Regions from separate parts of the Xenopus laevis genome. Here region 1 is linked to region 2. Evidence: chromatin contacts called from public Hi-C data. All regions are on one chromosome and are shown on one strand. Each heading gives the region's core, a stretch centred on a gene start, on an enhancer-like site or on the middle of the called end of the contact. The rest is flanking DNA. Distances are from core to core; before and after follow the strand shown.

Region 1 (3,560 bases), core at 979-3,478, 140 kb after region 2:
TAAGAATATCTTGAATATTCTTTTTTGCCACAAATCTCATCCTAATTGATCTTCTAGCAGGGCAGACCACATAAGTATTCTCCAGAAATCTTTTTCCAGTTATTAACCACTTTTATCCTGAGGTATCAACTGTGTATTTAAATCAGTGGTGTAACAACTTGGGTCCACCCCCTCCTCCACAATCTTCAGAGGGGCCTAACACTCTGCAACTGACCCTGACCCTACCTTGTCACTCCCTCAAGTAAGTATGTAGAGTGGCTAAACAGAAAGATGAGCCCACATCCGGCCTCTGATGTCCTGTCCAATTGCCTGTTTTTAACCACAATCTTTTTATCCCTCTGGAAACTGTGTTATTGGACTTTTGGCCTGTGTCAAGCTTCCTCCTTGGTCCTCACTTTCTCTCAGTAGGCCGAGTGGCCCTGGACTGTATGACAAGAATTGTGTAACTTTCAAAAATATATGAACCAGTGCTAAATTTTGCAGCAACTTTTACCTAGTGCAATTAATAAAAAAAAATTATATAAATGCATTTTGGGGGGGGGGGGGGGATTTTGTGCTACTTCAGCACCAAGTCTGTGAAGGTTTTCATTATCCAGGTCTTGATATAGACTATATTTAGTTCAGGTCTGGACTGGGATTCAAAAATAGGCCCTGGCATTTCAGGCACAAAGTGGCCCACAGCATTGGACTGGGGGTTGCCGTGTCAGAGGGACCCCATACACCCCCCCACATCAGGCCTAACCCCCCTCCACCAGCCCCTGTCCGGCACTTACCTTTTTTTCTTCACGCCAATAGGGGAGATCAGGGAGCAGAGCTGGGAGCAGATCTTGGTGGGTGGGGCCCACAAGGTTTTTTCCCAGTGTCCATCTGGCCTAGTCCAAAAAACAATGACTGCCTATGACATTTGCCAGAATTCACAGACTGCCAGTTCGGGTCTGTTCTAGTTGTGTTAAGACTGAACTTTATCAGTAATGTTCAAAATTACTCAAATTCCAGTTGCTTTAGACTTGTCATTACTATATACTAATAAATGAGCACCCACATATGTTGGTACATCTTTATCAAAGAGCACACCCTGTGTATCTCACTTTTGCTATCTCACAACTGCTACCGACCCTTACGTATAAAGGAATAAATAACCATGAGAACAGAACCTTCCTACACTACATATTTGCCTTTATTTACATGCGTGGGTGCTGTCATAACAAATTACTATTTCTAGGATTTGAGAATACCTCAGCCAAGACATGCAATATGTCAGTTCCCACACATATTTCTAAATGTAAAGAATATGAAATAAATACATTTACCAAAGATCTTTAATACACTATATCCAGTATCAATTTTGGCATAAACTATATGCATCTTGATGCCTCTTAAGGTTCCTAAATTCAAAAGACCCGCTTCCATAGAATACAGACCTTTGCCTAAAACACCATGTCACAAGACATCATTCCCCCTAAACACTCTCTACATGAAATGGACAAATCATGTCTCTCACTTGTCTTTCAAATAGAATGCATATATCACCCACTGTTAACTAAACCTGCACATAGCATCCAGTACCATAGACATGACAGCATGCATCCCACCTAAATAAACCCAAAATACACAACTAAATAAACACTCTAGTAAATACCCTAAATGTATTGCACAGTAACCTTATGGCCATACCCTGAGTACTTCATCCCACAGACACCAGTGCATTTGTCTCATCACAATTCCCTGGACACACTTTTTGTATGAAACCATTAGAAGATATATTTCAGTGTTCATTTTTGGCCCCATACTTTGGGCTGAGCTACAATGACACCGTGCGGGCATCGGTTAGTAAGGTTACCTACCTGCAGTTGTATGTGGCATTTAGGAGTGGCAGTCAGTCAGCTGGCACTTTAACTGGATCTGCCAGACTGAACAGCTTATTATTTCCTTCAAGGTAGTTCAGAGATAAGGTAGTACAGGGGTGTAATAGCTCTACTTAAATGAGGTTCTTGGGTACTAAGGAAATGAAGTACTCAGCGACTTCACAGGTTTTGATCAAAGTCTTATGTTGTTACAGAGCTCGACCCAGCTCTCCATATCCATGTGCCAACTGATGCCACTGCACTTACCTACCCCCTGTGCCCACACGAACCCTCTCCCAGCAGGACACTGTTCAGACAAAACGCCTCCACGAACCAACTCGGAACTGTGAGCCGGAGAGACCGAGATCTCTAGGCCCCGCCTCCTCCGTGTAAACACCTGCTGATTGGTTCTATCCGAACATCTGGACAAAAGGGCTGATGCTTTAACCCCGTGTATGTGTCCTGGCAGCAGAGCTGAGCTGTGCAAGTGTCGGGCATGAAGCTTGAGTGGGTTTGTAAACAGCACAGGATTTTATAGCTCAACATATACAGGCAAAGACGTTAGCGCCCCAGTGCTGCAGCTTCACAGACTGATACTAGTAAGCTACAAATCCCCATGCCCCTCTGAATATCATAAAGAGGTCCTATAAGGGTGGGAAGTGATAGGGATACTTGCTTTTTATAATGTCTCGTGTGTAAATCAGTTATTGAGCCACAATAAAAGCCAACACATTTCAGACTAGTGATTATATCTCAGGTGAGACTGGCAAGTAGATATAATGTGCACCAGCAAAGCTAAAAAAAAAAAAAACAAGCAAAAGCTTAAAGGGTATTCACCTTCCAAACTATTTTTTCAGTTTAGTTTTCAGATTGTTCAACAGAAATAAAGATTTTTTTTTCAGTTGGTTTCCATGCTTTATTTTTTGCTTTAATTTTTTTGCACAATTTAAGTAGAATGTCCCTGTCTCTGGTGTTTCAGTAATTCAGCTCAGTAATTCAGTTGCCGATTCAGAACTGTTACAATTTTGCCACATTTCTCAGCAGCATCTCTGGCGTATTAGCAACTATTGTATCAATTCTAACAGCTGCCTGTAATGAAACCCAGAGATTTTGCTCAGCAGGGACAAAGATAAGACATGTATCAACTAAATGTATCAATTTAGAACAGTTTACAGAGTCGGCAACTAAGACCAGCTTTTAGACAGAATAATGGCAGAAAATATAAATATATGCTTTTATTGTTACATAGGAATCCAATGCATGTCATCCTGCTCCTTCCCAAAAAAACTGGGGCTCCTCATCAGGAGTCCTGCATTTTTCTGTGCCCCTGATAAGGAGTTTCTTGAGTCCCCCTCTTCTCTTTAATTGTTCATTAATTGGGGAGTTTACAGTTGACCCCCTGCAATGAGCACCACCAAATTATATTATATAAAGAAGTGCACTACCAGTATTTCTAAATCACATATTACTTAGCAAGCTGAGATGATTCAGACCTATCACTACTAGAGCACAGAATGGGGTTGGTGGTCTGACTGTACAAAACAATGAAAGTTATATGTCCAATTTACTCTGGTTGCTCTGTGCAGCAGCTCAGTTGAATAAACAAAACATCAAAGATTTAGGGTAGGGTAACACTGGGCGATTCGGTCGCCTGGCGACTAATCGCCACGTCTTTGTGGCAACCAATCTCCCCGGATGCCTTAACTCTGTCTTGTG
Region 2 (3,982 bases), core at 894-3,393:
GTGAAAATTAACCAGTGTTCGGCTGCTGAAATGCAACTTCGCATTTTAGTGAAATAACATAGTGATATCGAATTTGCACCTGGTGAAGTGGCGCAAAGCAGGCGCTGGCGAAAATTTGCCCTTTTGTGAATTTGCCCTATGGAAACCACAGCTTGCATGGCTAATTAGCAATTCATTTAGATTCATGATTCATGGCTGCACATGAATCAGCTCAGTCTGCAGCATGCATCCAGTGCCGTAACTACCAGGGGTGAAGGGGGTGCGGGCCCAGATGCAATCTGGGCCCTTGGTGCCCACCAGAACTGCAGAGGGAGATTAGCATGCCAGCAGCCAGGGTCGGACTGGGCCAGCAGGACACCGGGAAAAAAACCCGGTTGGGCCCGGCCCTCGTGGGCCCCCCGCCATCCCAGACCCAAGCCTTGAGAAAGTCGCAATAGACGAAACGCGTCGGCTGAGCAGTGACGTCATCAGAGGGGGACCAGGATCAGCGTGTCTTACCAACAAACGCCAGGCAAATTGTAACATCTTACAATGGACCGCAGGACTTGAGAACCCCAATGCAAACTGCTTTTTATGCTTATATTAAGCACACACATGTGAGTGCAATCTATGTTTTTATCCTTTTAATCTATTAAAGAAGTTTTTACACGATTTTAGCATATGCTTTTTTAGAAACCTGGAGCTTACCAAGACTGGGATAAAGGATTTTATTACATGCTGATGTTAATTTTAAACGTCTGTAAGTACCCACTGCCCCATATACTCACCAAGAATAGGACAAGGGATTTTATTATATGCTGGTGATATTTATAAACGTCTGTAAGTACCCACTGCCCCACACAGGAGGTGGCCACATTATTTATCAAAAGCACGGAAAATGGTCTTTTAACCCCTTGGTGGAAGACCCCAAAACCACATCGTTTAACTACCGCACAAGGGGTTATATATATTTCATTCGATCTAAAAACTACTACACTATATTGTGTTTGCATTTCCTTCTTGTGTCTACCCTGAGCTTTTAGCGCTGGTATATCTTCAATTGAAGAAAAGGTTGTTTCCATGCCTCTTATCAGCTTGCCCCCCAAAAAATGATAAGTGGTGCGCCACACAATGTCGTTCGTGCATGTGCACTGGGGCCTTTGAAGTGCCAGCAACACTCCGGCATGTGATTTGTAAAGGGGAGGGCCCGACATGGGAGGCCTGGGTGCCTATCCTGTACCAGGGTCCACCGGCAATTCAATATGCCTTCATGTTTTTTAGTAGACTCGAGGTATGACGATTCAAAGTCTCTGTAAAATCCCAGGTCCCAAGCATTCTGCATAATAGATCCCATGTACTATTCTATGAAAGTGTTCATTGTGCCATTTGCTGTACCATTTTATTCTGAGGTTTCTATTCCTGAAATTACTTCAATTTCAATCAATTTCTATTCTTGAAATCACTGCACGATTTAATGAATGGTGCAAAAGGAAAAAAGTGATACACACTGCTAATGTAATTTGCAATTCTCCCACTGGCTGATCTACATTGGTATATATTTCAATTAAATACAAGTTGTCCCATATACCTAAAAAAAATATATATATATAGAATAACACTCACTAAGGCCAGGTATTTGGTTGTTAACCTATCTGGCCTAACTTGTAACCACATGTATGGGCAGTACTGGACCAGACCTAGACTAGGCCCTTGTGTTTTAAGTACACATTTGGGACGCAAAAGCCACCAGCCCATTAAAGAGTGACTGTCTATTGCACCCAACAACAGCTCCTCTGACATTTCCCCCAATCCACAGATTGGCATTCTTGGCCTCTACTGGACTAACCATGATATTAACAAAACTTGTGGGAGATGTGACGCATAGTGATGTTGGTGATAACAGGTTTTAAATAGTACAAAATGAAATGGAAACATACCGGGTACAATGGGTAGTCTTATATACTTAATAGGTACTGTACTTGAAGAATCCCCATACAGCATGCCATTTGCCTCAGAATACAAGCATCATTTGCAGCTATAAGAAAAATAATATTTCTTTGACAGTTTAATGCAGTAGTGGTATTCTTGCCCATTCCAAACTTTAGCAGAGTTCTTGCAGTGACAGAGAAATTGACTGCTTAAACAAGGCACAATATTTGCTGGTCATGTGTTGCTTCAACTGCGGCCAGCAGATGGCACAGCTTCACTACATGTGATTTTACTGTGCACAGACTGTTGTGTCAAGGAAGCAGGCTTGCCTATCAAATGAGACAACCTAAAAAATGTAAGGGGTGGAGATGGTTCACTAAGTGTTTATAGGAAAAAGGCAACTTGAGTTTTAAAGAAGCACTTGAACTGTTGCAATGAAACTAAGAGCAACAGCAGGGAGGCTCAAGCAGCATAGACATCTGAAACACCAAGAGCATCATCTAAAGGAGAACTGCAGGACAGCACTGGTTGTGATAGAAGATCAACTTAGAGGCTACTGTCAGCTTTGGTACCTGAGCCCTCATTACAGCGCTAGCAAGTAGGCAGAACCCAGAGGAGCAGTTGTTTGTACCAAACTGCAGAATAAAGATCAAGAGAGATTGAATTGATCAGTGTCTTGGCAGAAAGTAAGTAAATGAACCTCAATACCAGGGCTATTCTAGAAAAAGATTGTCTTTGAATAGATGTGTTTTGTGCTTCAGTGTTTTGCACCCCAAAAACAAAAAGTCCATACATAGTTCAGTAAATAGTAACTCAGCCTACAAGCTTGGGTGTATGAAGGGTAACAGTTGGAATGAGCCCTTATAAAATGAACCATTTCTAGACTCTTTGGCACTGGATTTATAATCAGAAATTGAAAGCATACCCCCGCCTAGAATGTGATGATCAGGACACACATCAGGGTTTTTTTTAACTGGTTATATAGTGGCTCCTGTGTAATGGATATTAAACCAGATTATGTCCGCCATCTGAAAATATTATGTAGTTTAGATTGTGATGTCCTAATATTTCTAGTTTTGCATACATTCCTTTATAACTGTTGTAAATTCATGCCCTAGCCCGAAGTATGTGTTTTCTTATTATTATAATTATATTCATGATCTAGATCAGCAGTTTTATTACTGGTTTGACTTATTCCCCCTCTTGTTGGTCAACATTTGGGCTTGTTTATTTAAAAAAAAAAAAGCTTAGACAATGTTTCCTCTAAATTACAGAATGCGTAGAACATTCTGCATGAAAACATATTCAGCACTTGCTTGGAAAAAATTTAAAATACCAAATATGCAAAACAAAGTTCTGTCATCTAGTTAGAATTCTACTTCATTTTAGTAGATCTTTAGGCTGCCTACATCCAAAGTTTTGTGCTCCCCTAGGGTAATTTTACTAAATCATTTGGAAAATCAGGAAAATTTTGAACACATTTACGTTGCTGTGCTCCACTGATTCTAGCTGCATTAAAAAAATTGTCACAGATCTTTCATATGAACTGATAACCTGCCCAGTCTCACAATCTGAGAACCTCTTCTCTAGATTCTAATGCCCGCTAAATATTTATAATGGTATTCAGACTGAGTTCCAAGTTTACTCTGGGCAAGTACATGGGCAGTAACCCATGGCAAACCAGTGGACCCTAACAACTAGATAACTGCTGAAATTCAAAACTGGAGAGCTGCTGAACCAAAAGCTAAATAATTTAAAAAAAATAAATTAAAGACCAATTGCAAATCGTCACAGAATAGAACTCTCTACATCATACTAAAAGCTCATTTAAAAGCGAACATGCCTTTTTTAAATGCTTTTTGATTCTTGATTTAGAAAAAGCATAATATGTGTTTGTATAAAAACTCATCAGTTGGAAGTGTTCTATGTCTGAATGAGCTAAGGAGCTAGTGTAATTCTCATTTACAGATCTAAAGAAGAATTGTGCTGGTTTGACAAGAAGAGACCCAAAGAACTGCTGCCTCATAGATACTTTCACCAGATCATGTAAAACTTGGTGAACTGCTTTGAGATG

The links. Hi-C and Micro-C count contacts between places; a contact is called where the count stands out from the background.
Region 1: a contact with region 2 is called in a Hi-C map of the XL177 cell line, with 2.4 times the contacts expected there. The contact joins the promoter of LOC121397070 here to the promoter of LOC108698960 in region 2. A contact is called at or near these places in 2 of 4 Hi-C or Micro-C datasets (the XL177 cell line and the XTC cell line).

What each region holds. Positions count from the first base shown.
Region 1 is chr8L:74,860,672-74,864,231 of Xenopus_laevis_v10.1, forward strand. It overlaps LOC121397070 (stonin-2-like), which reads right to left and starts at 2,229. Exons shown (of 7, transcript XM_041572999.1): 1 at 2,112-2,229.
Region 2 is chr8L:74,716,278-74,720,259 of Xenopus_laevis_v10.1, forward strand. LOC108698960 (thyrotropin receptor) reads left to right here and starts at 2,144. Exons shown (of 11, transcript XM_041572998.1): 1 at 2,144-2,594; 2 at 3,877-3,982. The coding sequence starts at 3,980.